2 separate regions of the Mus musculus genome follow, and region 2 is linked to region 1. A link is a contact called in public Hi-C data. All regions are on one chromosome and are shown on one strand. Each heading gives the region's core, a stretch centred on a gene start, on an enhancer-like site or on the middle of the called end of the contact. The rest is flanking DNA. Distances are from core to core; before and after follow the strand shown.

Evidence for each region. A called contact is a pair of places that touch in the nucleus more often than the background predicts.
Region 2: a Hi-C map of bone marrow-derived macrophages shows a contact between it and region 1, with 19 read pairs. The contact joins two enhancer-like sites. A contact is called at or near these places in 1 of 39 promoter capture datasets (macrophages), 1 of 484 Hi-C or Micro-C datasets (bone marrow-derived macrophages), 5 of 115 datasets of contacts at active chromatin or transcription factors (astrocytes, embryonic stem cells, extraembryonic endoderm stem cells and 2 more) and 3 of 9 other capture datasets (adipose tissue, macrophages and pancreatic islet).

Annotation. Positions count from the first base shown.
Region 1 is chr14:30,107,003-30,112,165 of GRCm38.p6, forward strand. Cacna1d (calcium channel, voltage-dependent, L type, alpha 1D subunit) reads right to left here. Exons shown (of 47, transcript NM_001083616.2): 20 at 4,064-4,193; 21 at 784-843. Among named protein-coding and RNA genes, the nearest start is that of Gm52106, 37 kb to the left of the region's middle. Within about 2 kb of position 2,264, at least 6 of the 459 cell types and tissues checked have an H3K27ac peak or open chromatin away from gene starts, as enhancers often do. A contact at or near this core is called in bone marrow-derived macrophages, where this site is marked.
Region 2 is chr14:30,360,478-30,365,315 of GRCm38.p6, forward strand. It overlaps a transcript of Cacna1d not described here. Among named protein-coding and RNA genes, the nearest start is that of Cacna1d, 9.4 kb to the left of the region's middle. Within about 2 kb of position 2,039, at least 26 of the 459 cell types and tissues checked have an H3K27ac peak or open chromatin away from gene starts, as enhancers often do. A contact at or near this core is called in bone marrow-derived macrophages, where this site is marked.

The sequences.
Region 1 (5,163 bases), core at 1,014-3,513:
TCTGGAGGCTCCTAGACCTCTGCTGTGTCTCAGGAAGGAACTCCCCCATGGGGTACTCACAGTCGGGACACAACACACGCAGTGACACCACCTGGTAGGCCATGCACGGGCAGTTCATTCAGATACACCTTTGCTCTGTGCAAATGTAAGCCCGTCCCATTGAAAGAGACACAGAACATCTCCACACAAGTAGACCCAGCATAGCTTGCAAGACCCATTGCAAGAGAGTAGTGAGTTACTATTCAAGGACACAGAAGCCACCATGTAGTCCCAGGAGCAAGGGGACAGTGTCTCCTGCCACCTCACAGGTGCTTTTCTTCTCACTCTGATGTCAGGAAGGGGAGAAGGACGTTCACACAGAGTGCTATATCCATTATTAGTGAACCAAATTCAGAGGATTTTTTTTTTTAAAGAACAAAATGCAATTCCAACTAGAATGTGAAGCCAACATAGCTTCTACATGCACTCAAAGTTAAAGAAAAACTGCAAAAACACGTTGGAATGGCCACAGGTGAAAAAAAAATCCTATAGTTTAAAAAAGTTCAGCTTGATCACAGAAGAAAAAAAAAAAGCTCAAAGCACTTCACGCATCTCTCCTGTGCTTGAAGCACAGGAGGGGCCGAGGTCAGAGGAGCTGGCCGGCCTGTTACCTTTAAAATGATCTCAAAAGCAAAAGTACCCGTGAAGACGTAGTCCGCATAACCTAGTATCTGGAAGGGAGGCAAAGAACGCAACCATTACTGCTGTGGCTGCATAGAGGAGGGTCAAGGAGAAATGTATTACCTTTAACAGGATTTCAACCGTAAAGATGGCTGTGAAGGCATAGTCAAAGTAGCCCAGTATCTGCAAGGCACAACACACAGCAGTCAGCCCAAGGATGCCAGATTCATGCCCAAGAGCAGAACCGCCAGCTTCTGTCCAGAGGCCCTTCTCCAGGCAGGACAACCTGCTGCTCCCATGGGAAGGCTGAGACACTCAGAAGGACCCCTCTCGCCCACCCATAGCTCGTCTTTGCAACCACCAAGGAATGTTGGGGAGCCTGGCTTCCTTTACCCACTTCGGCTGACTGGCTTCCCAGGCTCCTATTGTGACCCAAAGGGACTTGTTTCTGAAAGTCTTGTGTTAATAAACTTCCCTCTGCATGGGCTCCCAGTGGGTTGTAGCACCTGATAAATGAGACTCACACACCTTTGGCAGTTTTGAACTTGAATGAAATGCTCTGCTATCTAGCTGTGCCTCATATTGGTGAAGAAATACAATGTCAGTGAAGGAGTCAAGGGTGCCAACCAAGCACAAGGCCCCGGGGATCTATTCCCAGCACCATATGGCTACTGTTTTTAATTATAAAAAGCATAAGTAAAAATGCTAATTGCATCAAATGAAGTCAGAAAATTTCACGTGTTCCTGTCCACCCCGGACAATGTAATCATCAAGTAATGTCCTGAACCCACCCACATATGCTGGGATGGCTCAGTCTGTGACCATGATTTGTACTTAGTGTCTTCCTCCTGCCACGCTCTGTAAACTCTGCTTTCTTTCAAGGCTGACTCTGGCCTTTCTGGGTCCATGCAAAGACTATACTGACGTAGCATTCCAATTTTTAGTATAGGCTGCTCTATTGGCATTCCTGAAAATGTCACCTATTATCTATAAAATCTTCTGAGCTCCTGACGCAAGGTTCTTGATTTTTTTTAGAGCCACTAAGACTCAGAATCAGGGCAAGTGGGCCAGGAACAAGAAGTCCAACCACCGCAACAAGCTTACTCATAGTGTGCTGAGGACCCCATGACTCTCAACTGGAAAGATATCAGGCAAAACTGCCAGTACACAAGCTTGTCCTGGGTGCTGATCTCATGGATATGTGTGCTGTGGCTTTATTGCATCTGTCTGTCTATCTATCTACCTATTGTCTGTGACACATGCATATGCCACAGTATATGTATAAAGGTCAGAGGACAACTTTTAGCTATCAGTTCTTTTCTTCTACCATCTGAGTCCCGGGAAGTGATCTCAGGTGGCCAGGCATGGTGACAAGTGCCCTTTGCTACTGACCTGTCTTAGCAGCCCATCTATGGTTTTGAAAGAACTGAAGATATTGGTGTTGGAAGGACTGTAGAGACCATTTGGCCTAGGGCAGGGACATCTGCTCAGGCCACAAAGCCAGTCACAGGCAAAGAGGTTGGTGGGTGTAGTCCAGAGTCTGAGGGCTTTGTTATCTCCTTTATAGGAGTCACCGCTGGAGCATGCAATACCTCTCCTCCACAGAAGGGGGAGCTGTGCGTCTCTTCCATGGAAGTAGGGGAGCTCTCCTCAGAGGTAACCCTGTCCCAAACTTCCCATTTCTGCACTACTAGGCAATGCTAGAGCAGCTTTGCCTAACTGTGTATTTTCTAGTCAACTATCAGCCCCCTGCCCCCACCTTTCCCTCATCCTCTCTTCCCACACTGAAAGTACCTGGCAGCCACACTAATGTGGTACCCAGGGGCCAATCCCAGTTCTTAGACTTAAGTACTTTCTTCATGTGGCCTCTACTCCCCTTGTCACTAGAAACTCAGCTATTGCTAAAATGAAACTCTGTAGTGTTATAACAGCAGCACACACCCGAAAGACAAGGAAAACCAAGGAACTGAATACTGGGAAAGAGACGATGACACACTTAACCTGCACTAGCCCCTGCCCTGTGACATCATGATTAGTCTCTAAACACCCTCCTGCCCTGTGCTCCATTTTTATGATGGAGCTCAAGGACAGAGGGGTGTGTGTCCACTCCGTTTAAATGCTAAATGAAGATGGCTTGGGGGATCTCAAATCAAAGCTGAGTCTGTGAGGATGGCCTGAGGCAGGCTCACTGCCTTCATCTTTATAGGGATGCTCCCTGAGCCACTGGGAAATGTCCCTTCCGTATTCTCCTGAGAGCATCCTTTCATCACCAATAGGTTTGCCAGGAACTGGAATGGGGAGCTATAACGTGAAGGCGTGGTTACTGAGACAAAGCCTGGCACTGAGCTGCTGGCATAAGAGGTAGGCTGTGCTTATGCTGCCTCTCCCGGGCAGTACCTCGGCAGCATCAGACACTGCCTTTCAAGATCCAGATGCGATGGCCAACGGGCCCATGGCTGTCTGAACGAGTCTTTGGCCTTTGCTCAGTGCTGAGTTAGATGAACTGCTAGGGAAGAGATCCTGAAGCAAAGACTAATGTAGAAACAAGTATCTTCTAACACAGATACATCAGTGCCAAGCCCTATCCCTGTTTTGCTGTGGATGTCTGTATCTGAGTCAGCTGCTGGGTGGAGACTTTCAGGGGACAACGTGTTCCTATCTGCAAGTATAACATAGTATCATTAATAGTCTCAGATATTGGTGATCTTTTGCAACATATTCATACTCAAAATAGCTCCATTGGGAGACAAAATCAAATCCAACAATAGCAACAAATACACTGACTTCTCCAGCATTAGCTTCCTTTGAATTTTACATTTTTGGGGGAGAAGGGGAATTGGTTTTTAAAGGCTCTGGGCAGCCTGATAGGGAAAATTGAATGAGAAGTGTATCCTTAAGCTATGACGCTGGGTGAATAATCAAAGATGTAACTACCGCCTGTTGCCCCTTTCAACTTGGTCTCACGTCTTCTCCCTGATCTGTGTCTCTCACCAGTGGGGTAGCTGCGCAGCTTTAGGTAAATTCACATAAGAGAGGGCTTTCACTAGCCAAGGTCAGAGTTCCTGAACCTACTCAGGGTGGTTTCAAGTTTATCTCCTCCCCTTAGGACTCTAATGAGCTATCAGTGTGCCTCTAGTAAGGAACGGGAAACCCCATAGTAAGAAGAAAGGAATGAAGAAGTCCCTGAAGACACGAGCAATATTATAGAGGCTTCTTTGTAATCGAGCATCTCCACTCACTTCGTCCAGAGAAAGCAACCCCTGGCACCACACACAGCGAGCACAGGAAGCTCTAGTCCAAGCCTCCCACACTTGGGCCTGCTGTCTGGATGGTGCCTGACACAGGCAGGCTGGGGCTGACCCCCAGGGTGGTCCCACCCTCATCTCCTCTCTCAGAGGCTTACCGTGTTGCGGAATGAGTGGCTACGGATGGGGTCCTCTGCAGCCAGGGCAGCGCTGCTCAGCATGATGAAGACCAGGATAAGGTTGGTGAAGATGTGGTGGTTAATGAGCTTGTGGCAACCCACACGTATCCTGTGGAGAAAAGCACCGCATGGACCAAGGAGCAGACAAGGGCCGGAGCCTGCTGGGGTCCTCCAAGGTGTGAGGCTTTTTCAGGAGAGAACAGGAGGAGGCTGGCCGGCGTCTATGTTGCTCTTGTTTTCCACCCATGGTGAACAATATGGCCCACAATTTGTCCCACGGAGCCTACAGGCAGACTTTGGTGTGAGAAGTTTTGTGCTGGGAGAGCTACAGAGGGCACTGCATCTAGTCTTTGCACATGGGGTTACTATCCCTCCAAAAGATGGGAGCCAGAAGTGGGGATGGAGAGATGGCTCAATGGCTAAGAACACTGGCTGCTCTTTAAGAGGACCTGAGCTCAGTTCCCAGCACCCATACAAGGACTCACAAACCCTCCATAACTCCAGTCCCAGGGGATGCAACGCCCTCTTCTGGCCTCTGTGGGCATTACACACATGTAGTACAGACACATAGATGTAAGCAAAACACTCACAGACATAAAAATAGTTTAAAAATATGAGGCATCTGAGGTTTATGGCTATGGAAGAATGTTAAGGTAACGAATCTACTGAGAAGCAGAGGTAGATTTCAGATCCAAGCATGTCTACCCCTAGTTTTTCCTACCACAGCATGAAGCCTGACTTATGAAAGGAAACTGAGCAAATGAAGTCCCTAGAGTAACTACCTACACAACCAACTACAACCCAGCTACTAACTGGAGGCCTAACTTAGGAAGACACTGCGGTAACAAACAGCTGAGCCTCAGCCAATCACAGGCTGCCAACCAACCAGACCACACTCCAGTAAGGCCCAGTGGTGTTATGGCCAGATGAGCTGCTTCCCCCTCATCCCAGTGTTCTGCCCATGATTCTCTCGCCACACCGCAGCTCCTGGAATGGCTTGCCTTCTGCTCTCGGGGCTGCTCCTCTGTGAATCATTCTGTGCTTCACTAAACGCTGTCCAATTTAATCTTCTCAAGGAT
Region 2 (4,838 bases), core at 789-3,288, 250 kb after region 1:
AACTAGGCACCCCATATTCCCCTCAGCCTTGCTGTCTCCCACCACCAGGATTTCTCAGTTGTAACTTACTGAGACCCCACCCAACACATCTTTTTTCATGCTTTGGCCCCATCGCAAGAAGAGTCCAGCTGGTCTCTATCCTCCATCAAGTACAGCTCACATCAGACAAGAGTAATTGCGGCCCCTTTAACGGGTTCATTCCCATCTCCCTTAACCCAGTTTTTAAACCATCACTGTCTAATGCACCAAATCCCTACTTCCCTAGTTGGGAAATCCTGGCAGCATCTAATATATACAGGCTGTGTCCCATTACCCATGATTCTTACATTCCCCATCTGTGAAATAAATCGGTTGTGACACATGATCTCTGAGGGTTCTTAATATTCTAATATGGCATACCAGGGAGGCTGGACTTTACACTCAGGTGGATTTAGACTCAAAACCTGGCCCCACCTAGTTATGTTTGGGGGGAGGGGGATCACTCACCTCTTAGGGCCTCTGTTTCCTCAGCTTAAAAACTGGAGCAAGCCCAGACATAATGAGATTAGGTGTCTGTAATCAATCACATGTGGAGAGTGAGACAGGAGGATTAGGATACACTATAGTCCAGCCTCAACTCCATACTGAGACCCTGCCTTCCTCCAAAAGAACAAAGAAACACACACACACACCAAGGATAATTGTATTGATTAGTTGTAAAAAGTGTGCAGCCTCTGGCACACACGTGAAGTTGAAACATGTAACCTGGGTGTTTAGCTTAAGTAGACCCACTTAAAGAAAGAAAGGTGGAGGAAGGGGTCATTTAAAAGGTGTCTTTCTTTGCCTGATCTTGGCTCCTAACCCCTGCTTTAGCACACCACTTCCCAATCAAGGTATCATCACTGTACTGTAATGGGTCTCCCCTTTAAAATAACAGCATTCTGTCCTTCAACGTAGTCCAAAATCAGTGCACCGAAATTGGGTTTGTATATTGTTCTATTTTGATACCCAGCACATGTTTTAGCATTTAGGATTCAACAAGTAATGCCAATAATGCCCCAAGCAGATACCGTAGATCAGAGTAAGATAAGCGTTCGCCCACCTATACATGTGAAGACATATGAACCCAGGCAACACCACTAAAGCACAGCCAAGTCCAAGTTAACAGCACAGACCAGCTACTGGAAATAACACTGGGACAGTCATCCACTGGGAAAATAACACCAATCTGTACCCAGTCAAGCGAAAGGGTGAGTTTATAAGGACAGGAAGTTGTTACAGAGTGCCAGAGAGTAAACACACGTCAGAAATTTTATAGTTCAAACATTATAGTTTCCTTTTTGCTTCTTCAGAGCAGTTGTTTAAATACTCAGTTCACAACATAAAACCAAAGTTTAAATGTCACCAGTATCTCTCAGATGCAGTGTTGCTATATATGTAGACCCAGCTTTCCTGATATTAAATAAATAAATAAATAAATCTGAATAAAAAATCATTGATACTAGCGTAAGCTTTTTTTTTTAACTTTTAAATTAAAATATTTAAAAGGTAGCATTGAGTAGAAAATCGCTGGGATATCAAGACTCTCCACAGCTGGGCATAGCCACACAGGCCTTTCATCACAGCTACTCCAAAGGCTGAGGCAGGGGACTTACAAGTTCAAGGTCTATCTGGTAGCATGAGGTCCCATCTCAAAAAAGTAAAAACAGTTTTCATTTCCTTCATTTTTTTCTTACAAGCAAAACCCTTACAAATGAGTGATAGCATAAGCCAGACTTGAGATACACATTGGTCAGTAAGCCTGGCTGCTCAAGACTGGAGACACATGGATCGTGAGTTCAAGACCAGCCTTCAAAGTTTAATAAGCTGAGGACTGCGGCCCAGTGGTAAATTGCCTGCCTACCACATTTGATCTAAAGTAAAGAAAAAAAATACCTTCAAAGGGTAATATATATTCACAGAAAATCTGTAAAATGTGGAAGTCAGGGATGAGGGGATGGCTTAGTCGGTACAGCACTTCCGGTATAGCTCTTCCCTTAACCGCACAAGCCCTGAGTCTGCCTTCAGATCTCACAGTTTAAAAGCTAGACATGGTAGCACGTGCTTGCAATCTCAGCAGGGAGGAAGCAGAGACAACCCCAAGGGTTTTTCTGGCCAGCTAGTCTAGTCTATTTTGGGAGTTTCAACCAGAGGGGAAGACCATGCCTCAAAGGAGGTTGATGGTGTTTCTGCAATGATACCTGCAGCTGGCCTGTGGAAGGTGACATGTCATCTGGAAAAGGTCCTTGCCAGCATCACTGACAACCTGAGTACAATCTCCAGAACTCACATGAGAGAGAAAGCAGATTTCTCCAAGTTGTCCCCTGACCTACACACAAACACACACACACATGAGCATGCATGCACCCACACCTACACATGAATGTGCACATGCACACACGTACACACAAAGACCTTTGTGCACACAAAAACACACGTGCATGCACACACATATGCACACAAATGTATACATGTGCACACATGCACACACCACATGTACACACTCACAAATAAATAAATACATGTCAAGGAAGAGTTAAGGAGTAGAAAGAAAGAGAGAGAGAGAGAGAGAGAGAGAGAGAGAGAGAGAGAGAGAGAGAGAGAGAAAGAAGGAAAGAAAGACCTTAAATGCAAACTTCTGCAATCCGTCTGACTAACAAAGCAGGGAGTACTCAGCCAGTGTGGGAACGTGTGTGTGTGTGTGTGTGTGTGTGTGTGTGTGTGTGAGAGAGAGAGAGAGAGAGAGAGAGAGAGAGAGAGAGAGATGTAGTCTGAAAATACTTCATGACTAGGATGGAAAAAAAAATGGATGTTAAAAAATGGAATTGGACTGCAGGCTTGAAAAGTTGATAAACTAACCAGATTTTATATAAACATACACAGAAATTTTTAAAAGTTCCAGTCTTAAAATATTTTATATGTGTCTAAAACAACCATTTATTTTGAAGAACTGTTACAAAAAATTAGATAATTCAGTAAAGACTATGTGTTTCATGCTCTAATGACCAGGTTGGCATTTCAGGTTCACACCCTGAAATATGGACCTTTCTATTCAGTTCCTGCATTTCTCAGGTTGCTATTTTTAATATGTGTTTATAGTACACTGAAGACATCTCAGTCAATCATGTATTAAGCAAAAGAATCTCCAAGACAGGGAGACACACGTGGTAGACTTCATTGTCAACACATCTATGAAAGTGGATAAATATTTGTTAGTGTTCCATTGTGATAAATACAAGGAACACATGGAGCTGAAAGGGACTGGGATCAAAAGCCTTTCTCCCCCAATGGTTGAGGCTACTTAAACAGCAAATAGCTGAGAATTCCAGAGTGGATAAGATGGGTTTACAAATTGCCTTCTACACAAGCATACTAGATAGACTCTTAATGACAACTAAATGGCAAAAAAAAAAAAAAAAAAAAAAAAAAAAAAGCCATGGCCATTTTGTTCCATGAGTGGAAAGGCCTGAGCAAGGTGGACTCGATGTTGGGACTCTCAGAACACGCCCACAGCCTGTCTCCCTGTGCACTTCCCTCCCTCACAGCAGGCTCTTACTGGCTTCCTTTCCTGGCTCTTTCCTTTGTCATCCACACAGCTTTCTGTTTGGAAACATCTCCTCCAGCCCCTTAATACTTTGTCAAAGTTTCTTCATAAATCTTCAAAATACCATAATTATTATCACTCGGACGACAAGGTGACTGTTGCACCCAAGACCCAGAATCAGATCGAGGTTTTGGCCACATTTGGTTGACATTCGAGAACTCTGCAATGGCACCACTTAAACCTAAGCAGAATAGAACGAGCTCGGGGCTTTAGGCTTCAGGCTACCCCTAACTCCTAACTGCTATGAGAACTGTAGCAGTCGGTCTTCCTAAGATGGTTTTTTCATGTGCAAAACGCCTACCATAAGGTCACCACGGTCTATGATGCTAAAGAGGGATTGGAACAAGAAAGCATCTTATATATCATAAAGCACAAGACCCACATAGTGTAGCTACTGATGCTGTAACAACAGCAGCATCGAAGAACCTACAAGAAATGCAAATATATCCAACTGGCCACAGACCTCCTGGATGGGAAGTTTTACAGGTAGGACACCACAGTCTGCCTGTCCACAATTTTCCAACTGACTGACTGACTGACTGATACATTCTAGTTTGAAGACTGTACTCTACAAGTGATCCTCTCTCTATGGTTCTGGAGAGACCAGCCAGTGGAAGGAATATTTAGTGTCTTTGAGTTGCCATGATACGATCATGTGACAAACATGATAATTTATCCTCCTTTTTTTACCTGTTTTTTTTTGGGGGGGGGTGGTAATTCAAGACACGGTTCCTCTGCGTGAAACCCTGGCTGGCCTGGAACTCACTCTGTAGACCATGCTGGCCTCCAACACACAGAGGTCCAATACCTCTGCCTCCTGAGTGCTGGGATCAACGGTGAGCACCACCACTGCCCTGCTCTTCAATCTTAATCCATCCTTCAAAACAACACCACGTGGATCCAGTTCACAGACTCCCGTGATGCTTACAATGTGGGTCCTATCATTGCTGACATCTCTGAGAGCTAGGAAACAATCTAAACAAAGAAGACCAAAAACTCTGATGGAAGACCTTTTATTATGGCTTCCTCTGTACCAGAGATAAATTCTACATGTTTCTACCAGACACACTGTTGCCAGAAATTTCATCCTTTTCCCCAAAGGCAGAATGTGCCCACAGATACATAATCATAGATGCATAAATTAAAAAAAAACAACAAACAAACCCTTAAAGCTTGGCCCTGGAATATCAGGCTGGGGAGAAATAGGCCACAGAAG